2 separate regions of the Oryzias latipes genome follow, and region 1 is linked to region 2. The links are chromatin contacts, called in public Hi-C maps. All regions are on one chromosome and are shown on one strand. The core of a region is the stretch at or near the end of the contact, and the rest is flanking DNA. Distances in the headings are between cores, read along the strand shown.

Region 1 (4,828 bases), core at 945-3,444, 69 kb before region 2:
ATAACTAATTTTATTGACTAATGTGAAATGACCTGTAAACACTTAATAAAGCGAGCACCATCAGTGCCATAGTCTCATGAAAACTTGACATATGCAACATCTCTGAAAAGGATACACAGTGGGGTTGAAGCTCTTCAGCAAGAAGAAGGAAGCGATGATGACGAGCACCAAGAAGAGCGTGTTGTTGTAGAAGATGGAGAAGGTGGTAGCCTCGTAGTCCGCTACCTCGTTCTTCTTCCACAGAATCCTGGTCAGAAGACAGGAAAACACAACGGGAATCACTCCCATGAACACAAAACGTACAGATAGAATAAAGCTCATCCGCCATGGCTGTCCTGCATCTGTAGCAACAAAATAACAGCAAACAACTTGAATTCACTCAGAACTTGATTTCAAACAATAACTTCCAATCCAATTCCTGCGTAAAAACAGCATCACTTAGCGTGGTTCACCTTTCGTCTTTCTCTTTGCGAGACATCTTGCGGTTGTCGGCCTCAGACAACTTCCTGGTAACTTCCTTGGAAACAGCATCTTCACGTTTTTGGGCAACCCTAATAAAACAAAAACATTTACAGATGTGGGCTCAGAGGTCCTGCAGAGTACTGTGAAGCAGTCGTTCTGGTTAGAAAAACTAATAAATACATTTGGACCCTCGTTTTTTCCCAGTTTCAACTGAAATATAGCTTTTTCTCTTTACTTTAATAAATGAAGAGCTATTTCATTTCTTCTTTTTTTTAATACTTACTTGTGTTTGAGCACAAACTTGACATTTTTGTAGGCAAAAGCAACCAGGTAAGTGCTGACCAGGGTCATCACAGCGTACAAGACTGCAGACTGGACCAGGTCCATGTGCCAGATCCTCCAGAACAGCCCTGGAAGGAACCACACAACACTTACTATGGGCTTCTTCTGAGAAGATCCAGAGAGCAGATGAAGTCCAAGTGAAACAACTTTTAGTTAACATTAAACATTTTAAATGCAGAAAGAAAAACAATAATTTGTTTTGAAAACTTTTATTCAAATCCTATTTCCTCATATTATTACCACTTTTTTTAAGGTTTTAAAAACTTTCTAAAGATCCTAACATTTTTAGATCAATTCAATGTTAGAATAGAATCTTTAGAAACGCATCTCATTACTTGACGTCCAATTGTCAACATCATTAAAAAAATACAAGATATAGTGAATTAAAATACAAAGATAAAGACAAACTATAAACTTTAAAATTTTAGAGCTTAAAAAGACGTCCATGCCAGCAGCTACCTCCAAGTTTGGGACTGGTAACAGAGAGGGCTGTGCCAGATGTCGGCGAGGTTAGTTATAGGTTAATCAAATGTATATTTGTGTAACAAATAATTGAATGCATTTAAATAAACAAACAGATAGCATGTCAAAGTGCTATTTAATCCCATATTTGTGTAGCAGTTTGCAGTTTTGAATCTTAGTCATTACTTTTCCTTTCCAAAAATAGTCTAAGAGAAACTTGTTGGACGTTTTAGAAATTTTGTATAGACTAAAATAAAAATAAATTAAAAAACGAGCAAACATGCGTGCTTTTTCATAGGCATTTGTGGAGCTGAAAAAAAAGCTGCTTCCATAAATAGTATTTATTAGTTTAACTTGTATAAAAACAGAATAGTTTCTAAGTTAATTCTTGTGAGGGGTAAACTATTTCTGAACTGATCTCTGATGGAAATCTCAGTTAGCTAAAGCTAAAATATTATTAGCATAAGTACTACCACTCCCCCTTTTTAATTCAAATTAACATATATCGTGCAAAAACAAATTCACGACTACATTTCTGGCGTTTTGACGGATCTGTCGACGTTTTCATTTAAATCAAAGTCAATCTTTTCTTGTTATTCAGACCCATCTCAGCAGGCTAGCTAGCTAGCTAGCTAGTTGTACTCACAGATGGGGATGGCGGAGACGATGAGAGCGTTTCCGTAAAACAAAGCGGTGGACTTTGCCGACAGGTTCCTGCTGAAGTCCTGGAGAAGCAGGTCCTCCTCTGACTGCTGCTTGGTGCTGCCTTTCGGGGGCATATCTGCGAGATGTACGGTCTGTGAGCTCCTCGGTTTTGTCTGGACACAAGAGGACTGACACGTCGGAAGAAAGAGGAAAGAGGGACGCGTCAGCACAATCCCGGGACTTCATTCACCACTTCCTCTCAGTGTGGCCGCTGCTGCCCCCTGGAGGACGGAGGACCAAAGCGCTGCACTTCTTGCCTCGTGGCACCGTTTCAGCAAACCTCCCACCCAGACGGGGATAAAAATGCAACAAATAATCACTTGCTTCATCACTGCTTAGGGTAAGCCACACCACACAGTTAAAATTTAAATTTTACCTAAAGTATATATAGGAAAAATTCTGTTGGGTTTCACTGACCCACATTTAATCCCGTTTTGTATGTCTAATAAGAGTGTTTAGTGCTAAAATGGGAAATCTCACCCCCCTGACATTTATCTTCCAGAAAACCTCTTGAGATGTCAGGAATTTTTAGTTTCTTAGAAACCTTCCAGTGCCTCATAAACGTTCAGCAGGCCTGAGGTCAGGTGGAGGAAACAAATGACAGAAGATCATCAATCAAACTTCAAAAAGAGAGTTCAGGTTAACTAGGTGTGTTTGGCCGGGGCACAGAGACAGAATTTAAACTGTTGATCACTGTTAAATACCTGAGTGGAAGTTGCAGATTGATTCAGCAAATTTATTCTTTTCTTACTAGAATTAATAATTTAAATGCATTTAATCTGAAGTGCCTTTCTCATTGCCCAAAGTCACCACAGCAGTCCAATAAAACCACAAAAAGCAGTAAATGTTAAAAACACAATAAAATCAGATCAGCCGGCATGAAAAAAAACAAAGAATCAGTGAGAAAAGTGAGTGTTTAACCTGGATTTGAAATGGGGAGTGTCTATATTGCAGAGGCCATGGAGAGACTGGCCGGGTGGACGGAAAGCAAGGAAGAGGAGGAGCGTAGGGAGCGAGAGGGAATGTAGGTAAAATATGACCAGAGCAACAAAAACGGCGAGCAATGTTGGAGCTATCCAGCCGTACAGTTCTGAGGCATATGTCAGCTCAGACGAGGAAACCAAAGACATACATGGATCTAATCGTCTACAAGTGGATGCTTCAGAATGCAGCGGAGCAGGGAGCTTGTTGTCCGCCCAACGTATTTTCTACGTCACATTTTTTCATCTGCTCCTAATTTACAACTATTTGAATAAAGAAATTCTCAGAAATGCAATTTTAAGCTAAAAATTCTTTTTATATGTCCCCCATCATGAGAAAAATGCGACAAAAACATGTTAAAAAACACCAAAAACACAAATTTTATCAGTGTGGGTCTTCGATCTCAGGTTATAACTGATCGTTGCACTGGACAAGACATTATAAATTACCTGGTAATATCTCACTCAAATGAAATTGTTATTATGAAATATTTTTTATTCAAATCATTTTTAATTGTGAACAAAAAATTCTGATAGAACTGACTGAAACAAAAGTGCAATTAAACAAGTTCTGGCAAATAGAAATTCAGACTTTGTCCACTAGAGGTCAGTATTTGCTGTCTTGTTTGAAGAAAGTCCCCCAGCTCTGAATCACCAGAAATATTTAGTTTGTTTTTAATTAAAGTAAAAAATGTTGCAGCTACAAGAAGTTAGAATCAATTCTTCACTTTTAGTTGTTTATTTCTTTATTTTTTTTACACTATTAAAAGTTCTGGTTCCATAAGCAGCTCATGTGTTAACCCACATGAAAAGCTACATAACTTTCCGGACTGTTGACTCTGTAGGTACAATTTTTAAAAAGGATAGAAAATAAACGTATATTCTATTTTTTGCTATTCTTCCAGACTTTTTTCCTCATAAAATGTGTCACACATCAAGGTGATTAGACCCAGCAGCCACATATGCATGAACGGACAAGTACATTTAAATGTTCTTTTCCTTTCTTCACCTAATCCTTCAAGCCTGTGACACGCCTGCCAGAGGGGATCTACAATGAATACAAAAAAACAAACAAAACAATAAACCTGATGAGAAAAACAAAACAAAAACCAACAACCAGCATTTGTTCTGCTGCTCTAGCTGACCCACTGCTTCACCTCCTGCTGAGCTGGTTTCCTTTTTCCTCTGCAGGAGTAAGCTGCATGCATGCACAGCTGATGGCATGGGTTTTGCGTGCACGTGTGCCACAATGCAAAGCAGAGAGGTGAGTTTGCGTGATGTCCCTGTTTTTTGGGGCAGAGCTTAGGAATTAGCTGTGCACTTCAGGGGTCCATGAGAGAAGCCAAAGAGGAGGGAGCAGAACAACTTTATTCTTGATCACCGCTTACTTCCTCGTGTTTACCTCTTCCCCAGATTTATTTTGTCTGTGAGTGATCTGTCAGACACAACCACACAACAGCACAACATATTCTAACCAGCCCCCCCAAAACATAGAAAACACACACACACACAAACACACACACACACACACACACACACACACACACACACACACACACACAAATAGACAAATCTTCTTCAGGGCAGATAACCCCGCAGTGCTGCTACAGTTTATCTTCTTCTGATTGCACCCTTAGGAGCAGTTACCACAGATCACCTGACAGAGCTGTGAATTCCTTCTGAGTTGCCATTCCTCACCTGCCAGGAATAAGGCTCTGAGAGGCCCAGGCCTCTGTGCTGGATGCTTGCACCTTCAGAAAAAAGCAGTTCATGAACCGGCACACCAGTGGAATAACAACTATAACTTTCAAGTTTTTGTCTATTTAATCGGCTGATTTGGCTTGAACGGCAAACTCCATTACACATACAAAACACTG
Region 2 (5,251 bases), core at 929-3,428:
TGACATGTTAGCCATGTCTCAAGGCTCTCCTCTCTCCTCGCCTGCAGCAGTGAGTCTTTGGTATCTAAAGCTCTCCAGAGGGGTGGGGGGTCAGAGAGATCAACACCTTCATCCTGCTTGTTCCCTCCTCATTTCTTAGGAAATCAGCTGCCCTGGTGTTTTCTCAGAACTAATCGATCAAGGCAGGAATGGAGGATAACAGTTTGGAATTCAGAAACTCACCGAATTAAGTTTTTTTTTTTTTGAGGAAAAGGTTGCTGTTTTCATGGCCTGAAACACAAATGTGACCATAAGCAGATTGAATTTAATGTCATCTTCCGTGGTAGTTGTCCTTCTTCACCAACACTTGATCAGATTTGATCAAATTACTGACTTTCCAGCCGAGCTGGAAGACTTCTGTTTTCTATGAGCTTGATCAAATACCGCAGTTAAATGTGTTATTTCACATAGTTATGCATATTTTCTCCTGCATGCATAAGATTCATTTCAGACACGAGTGAATCTGTGGTCCAAGAAAACTTTCTGTGCTTGAATAACTATGAATTTGCATTTTGTCTTTTTTTGATACCATTTTGACTGAATTAGACCGAACTTACTAGCTTAAAGATTCAGGCCTTTTTTTTTTTGCAGATGTGGAGCCTGTAGTGACTCTTTGTTTTCATTATTACGATGCCATAACAATATAAATCTGAATTTAATAATATAAATCTGAAGAGATGCTGCAGCATGGAGGGGGTTACAGAGAGAATCTAAACTGCAGACTTTATTCAGCCTTTGATAAATCCAACTTTTAGTCATTTTGGTGTTATAAAGGCAATCAATAAATACATTTATGCATAAAAATCTTTTTAATTGCCAAAGGCACTGAGCACAGGCCGGCCTCAAACATCCCATCAACCTAAAGAAACACAATTTTTTGTTGACAAGAGTAAACTAATAAGAGGCAGCAATAAATAACAGTCTCCTGTTCTGACAATAAAGATAGAAAAAATGCCAACATGTTTTTGAGTTTAGCACAGACCTCTCAATGGCAGGATTCTCTGGTTTCTGTGCTCAAATTCAATCAGCAAACAAACTAACTTCCCATCATTTTCTAAAAGAAATCTGTCAAATCAGTTGATCAACTCATGGATCATTAAAAAATTACTAATTATTTGTATTTAAAGATCTATGTAAAAGTTGCACAAACTGTATTTAATACATGTGTTAATAATCTTTGATTATAAATATTTAACTACTTTATAATTTATTTTTAAAAGGGTATCAGGAGATTTTCTTTAAGGGTTGTGTGGTCTTTATAACAATAATAATAATGATAATAATTATATTTATTATAATTGTTATTATTATTATTATTATTATTATTATTATTATTATTTAACTTGCTGGTGACCTGTAAAGTGGGAAGAAATTCTTTAAATAATGTAAAATGTACAGAGGTTACACTCTTTGCACTTCCTTGGTGTAATTCAAAGGAAAGTTACATCCAATGTGTTTTTTGTCTCTTTAAGTCTGGAAGTCAAAGGAATCTCCAATAGTCAATATAAAGCTGAATTTAGCAGGAAAGAGAAAAGAAACTGAGTAAAAGATCCCCATTCTGATCATTTTGGTCCAATTTAAGTGTCTAAGCGTACCATGACGTCCTTTTTCTGGTGTGCTGTGGCCGACTGTGTCCCTTTGACTGACTGCCATCAATGCTGGAAGTCTCTTTAGAGCCTTTCTCCCCTCAGTGTTTGTTGTTTCTCTGCACGCAGCTGCAGCTCCAGATGACTCTCCTTTGGGCTGAAACCGTCAGGCCGAGCTTCACTTTTTGGAAGGGAATGCAAGACACTGAGAAAGGGGGGGGGGGGCGGGTTTGACAAGGTGATATAAGAAAAGGTATGAGAACACTACCTTTTTTCCTCATCCCTTCTGCTGAAAACTGTGCAGGTTGTCCTCTGTTTGCCCTCTTCTGTTTCTTTTTCACCCAAACTCACCACGCCTTTATCGTTGAATCAGTTTTTCCTTCCATGTTGCTTCTTCTATCTCCCCATTCCAGTGCACCCTCCTTCATCACTTCCTGACAGTTTGAAAGGCCTCATCTTAATGATTCTGCTCCCTCCGTCTATCTCCGTGAGTCATGCGGCGGGCACTGGCTGTGTTTGTTTGCCTGACCGCCCTCCAGGAACTGCCTCTGGCACGCAGACGGCCCTACTTGACCTGGTGGCTGAGGTTAGAAGAGGCGAGCAATGAAAGAAGCAGATAGGGGGTGGGGTGGGGGGGGATGGGGGCAACAGAGACAAGAGAAGCCGGGAGGGCTAAAAGAGGGGAGATGAGGCTGCAGAGAAGCACACGGGGCTGTGTCTGCAGGAGAAAGATAAACTATAGCCGTCATAGGAGCATCCAAGAGAGCTTAATTATTCAAAGGAGTGTGCTGTTGGATGCAAACAGTTGTGCAAGGGTGCTGTCACTCTGCTTGTCCTTTGAATGTCTGGAAATGTCCAGGCTATATGGCTTTGCATAAAACTCATGCAAATCAATCGTTTTTTATGGCTTGCTGCTAAAATGTTGCACCAACAGAACCAGAAACCCGGGTGTCTGAGGAACCTTTTGATTCAGTCTTACTGTTTGGTTTTTGAAAGGTTTCTCTATTCCACACCGTAGGCCTGATCAGACCCTTGAACCTTGAAATGTGCACAAAGACAAGAAAAATCCTTGTTTCTCTGGTGCATTGGACAGCTTTATAAACTTAGCAGTAGCTGAGGCAGTTGAGCAGGTCAGCGAATGATCAAAGGGTTGGCTTTTTGATCCCCGCTCCCCCAAGCCAACTGTCGTTGTGTCCTTGGGCAAGGCGCTTCACCCTCCCGGCCTCCAATTTACCACCACTGGTGTGTGAATGTCCAGGTGATGGTCAGAGGGGCTGTAGGCGTGAACTGGCAGCCACGCCTCTGTCAGTCTGCCCCAGGGAAGCTGTGGCTACAACCGTAACTAACCATCACCAATGAATGAGGAGTGAATGAATATTGGATACACATTGGAAGCACTTTGGAAATGCACAGATCCCCCCCACCCCCCCAAAAAAAGATAAATATTTTAAAAGACATAGATAATTTAACATTGTAGGAAATAGTTTGATGATACTACTTTAAAAGATATTAACGTTATTTTGTAATATTTAAGGTACATTTCTGGTTTCCTGGCCAGAAAGGAAAACTATTGGTAACTCCCATGTTCTTTTTCTGTAGAAAAAAGAAGCTAAAAAAAAAAATTTTCAACCCATTTTTCCCCCCCAAAATTATGGCTTTAGAAATATTTGAGATTTTCTTTGTAGAGTTTTATTTTGCCTGCAAAAGAATTTAATACTGTAAAAATCAGAGCTAGAGTTTTACAAGCCTAGAAATCAATGACAAAACAAGCAACTTCCTCTCTCTCTCTCTCTCTCTCTCTCTCTCTCTCACTCTCTCTCTCTCTCTCTCTCTCTCTCTCTATATATATATATATACAGTTCAGACCAAAGGTTTGGACACACCTTCTCATTCAAAGAGTTTTCTTTATTTCCATGACTATGAAAGTTGTAGATTCACACTGAAGGCATCAAAACTGTGAATGAACACATGTGAATTACATTCATAACCAAAAGTGTGAAACAACTGAAAATATGTCCTATTCTAGGTTCTTCAAAGTAGCCACCTTTTGCTTTGATTACTGCTTTGCACACTCTTGGCATTCTCTTGATGAGCTTCAGGAGGTAGTCACCTGATGTCATGGTTTGGGTTTCTTTGTATTGGCTCTTGCTTTCCGTTTTGTTTCTGTCATGTTCGAGTTCTGTTTCCTGTTTTATTTTGAAAGGTTTACTGTTATGTCATCATTTAGAGTTTTACTTCCGTGGTCCCAATCTCTCCTGATCGTTGTCACTTGTGACTTGTCGGTCCTGTCTGTATTTATGTCTTGTCTCTGCCTTCCTCTTGGGCTGCTCCATTAACGTCTCTTCCCTGACTCCCTTCTGCCATGTGTTCATGCTATGCCCACAGTAAGTTTAGTTTTGTTTTCCTGCTCTGCAGTGCTTTTAGTTGGTTGAATAAATCCCTTGGCCTGGAACCGCGTGCCTCCCTTCTCTGCATTTTGGGTCCTTCATGGTCACCAGCCCTCCCTACCTGACACCTGAAATGGCCAAATTTATAAAAGCTATTAAAAGAAGCAATTCTATATGTACAAACAACTGTTGGAATAGAATCCAATGTGAAACTATGCAGGTTTGAAATTGTGTTGAGGTTTTGAAGTCTGAAACTTTTAAAACACTACAGGTACATGTTAGTTTCTCAGACTGAGATGTTTTGTTGCTAAATGGTGTTAAAATTACACCCCTTTTAATTGTTGCTCAGCCTCGGTGACTCACCCCAAAAACCTGACACTGAAGTTTTTCAGTTTGCTGCTTTAAATTGACTGACTTGACCCTTTTTTTTTTTTTTTTCCTCTGAAAGCTGTCTGTCATTCACACTCTCTCGCTGGCATGCATGCACGAGCTCACATGCTTATTTTTGGGCTTGTTTTCTTCACACACACATGTCTGAAAATGTTCAAGCTTTGGTCTGCTTTAACCTAATATCTCATAAGTCCTCTCTCACACGCATGCACTGACTGGTAAACACACTCTGCATGCACACACACTTCCATACACAAAGATGCAGAGAAACACACCCACTTCCTGCTTCAGGCTTTGCTCTATATTGCTCCAGTGATGCCCAGCTGCATCCAATGAACATTCCTGTTGCTGTCTCTTTCCCTTCCTCCCTCTAGATCATTTCAAATTTCAGCTCTGAGCTTTAAAGAGTGTAAGTCTCCAAATATGGCTTGGCTCATGTCCTGAACTTTGTGCGACCCTCTAAAGCCGCAAAGAGATCATGACCTGAAAGACCCTGCTTAAGACTCAGCTTTGGGTGGGTTTTGCATGACGGAAGGAAATCAGATGACAAACCACCATCTTTGAAAAATCCCTAATTCTGCGAAATGATTTTCGAAGAATTTATTGGTACACTTCTACAAAAAAAATAGTTTTGTAGCGACCGAAGTTTAGCTGTGTTCTGTTCTGTGCCGCTATCCTCAGTTAGCGTTAAGTGATTCTGTTGTGTTCTGTTTACATTGGTGCTCAAGTCAGTTAGATGAATGTGATTGGATAAGTGGGGGTGGGGGCACGGAGTGCCGTGTTTGGCGTGGTTGCGGCCGACAGCAACCATTTAAGTGACATTAAAGGCTTCACATGTGGAAATGGCCG

The links. Hi-C and Micro-C count contacts between places; a contact is called where the count stands out from the background.
Region 1: a contact with region 2 is called in a Hi-C map of fibroblasts, with 2.4 times the contacts expected there. The contact joins the promoter of ssr3 here to the enhancer-like site in region 2. A contact is called at or near these places in 3 of 5 Hi-C or Micro-C datasets (embryo, fibroblasts and gastrula embryo).

The regions. Positions count from the first base shown.
Region 1 is chr13:24,638,016-24,642,843 of ASM223467v1, reverse strand. ssr3 (translocon-associated protein subunit gamma) reads right to left here and starts at 2,194. Exons shown (of 5, transcript XM_023961695.1): 1 at 1,913-2,194; 2 at 746-872; 3 at 453-551; 4 at 116-247. The coding sequence starts at 2,045. LOC105355500 (a long non-coding RNA gene) reads left to right here and starts at 2,231. Exons shown (of 3, transcript XR_002291568.1): 1 at 2,231-2,311; 2 at 4,143-4,215; 3 at 4,589-4,828.
Region 2 is chr13:24,568,333-24,573,583 of ASM223467v1, reverse strand. No RefSeq gene overlaps it. Among protein-coding and RNA genes, the nearest start is that of tiparp, 23 kb to the left of the region's middle. Within about 2 kb of position 2,178, at least 4 of the 8 cell types and tissues checked have an H3K27ac peak or open chromatin away from gene starts, as enhancers often do. A contact at or near this core is called in embryo and gastrula embryo, where this site is marked.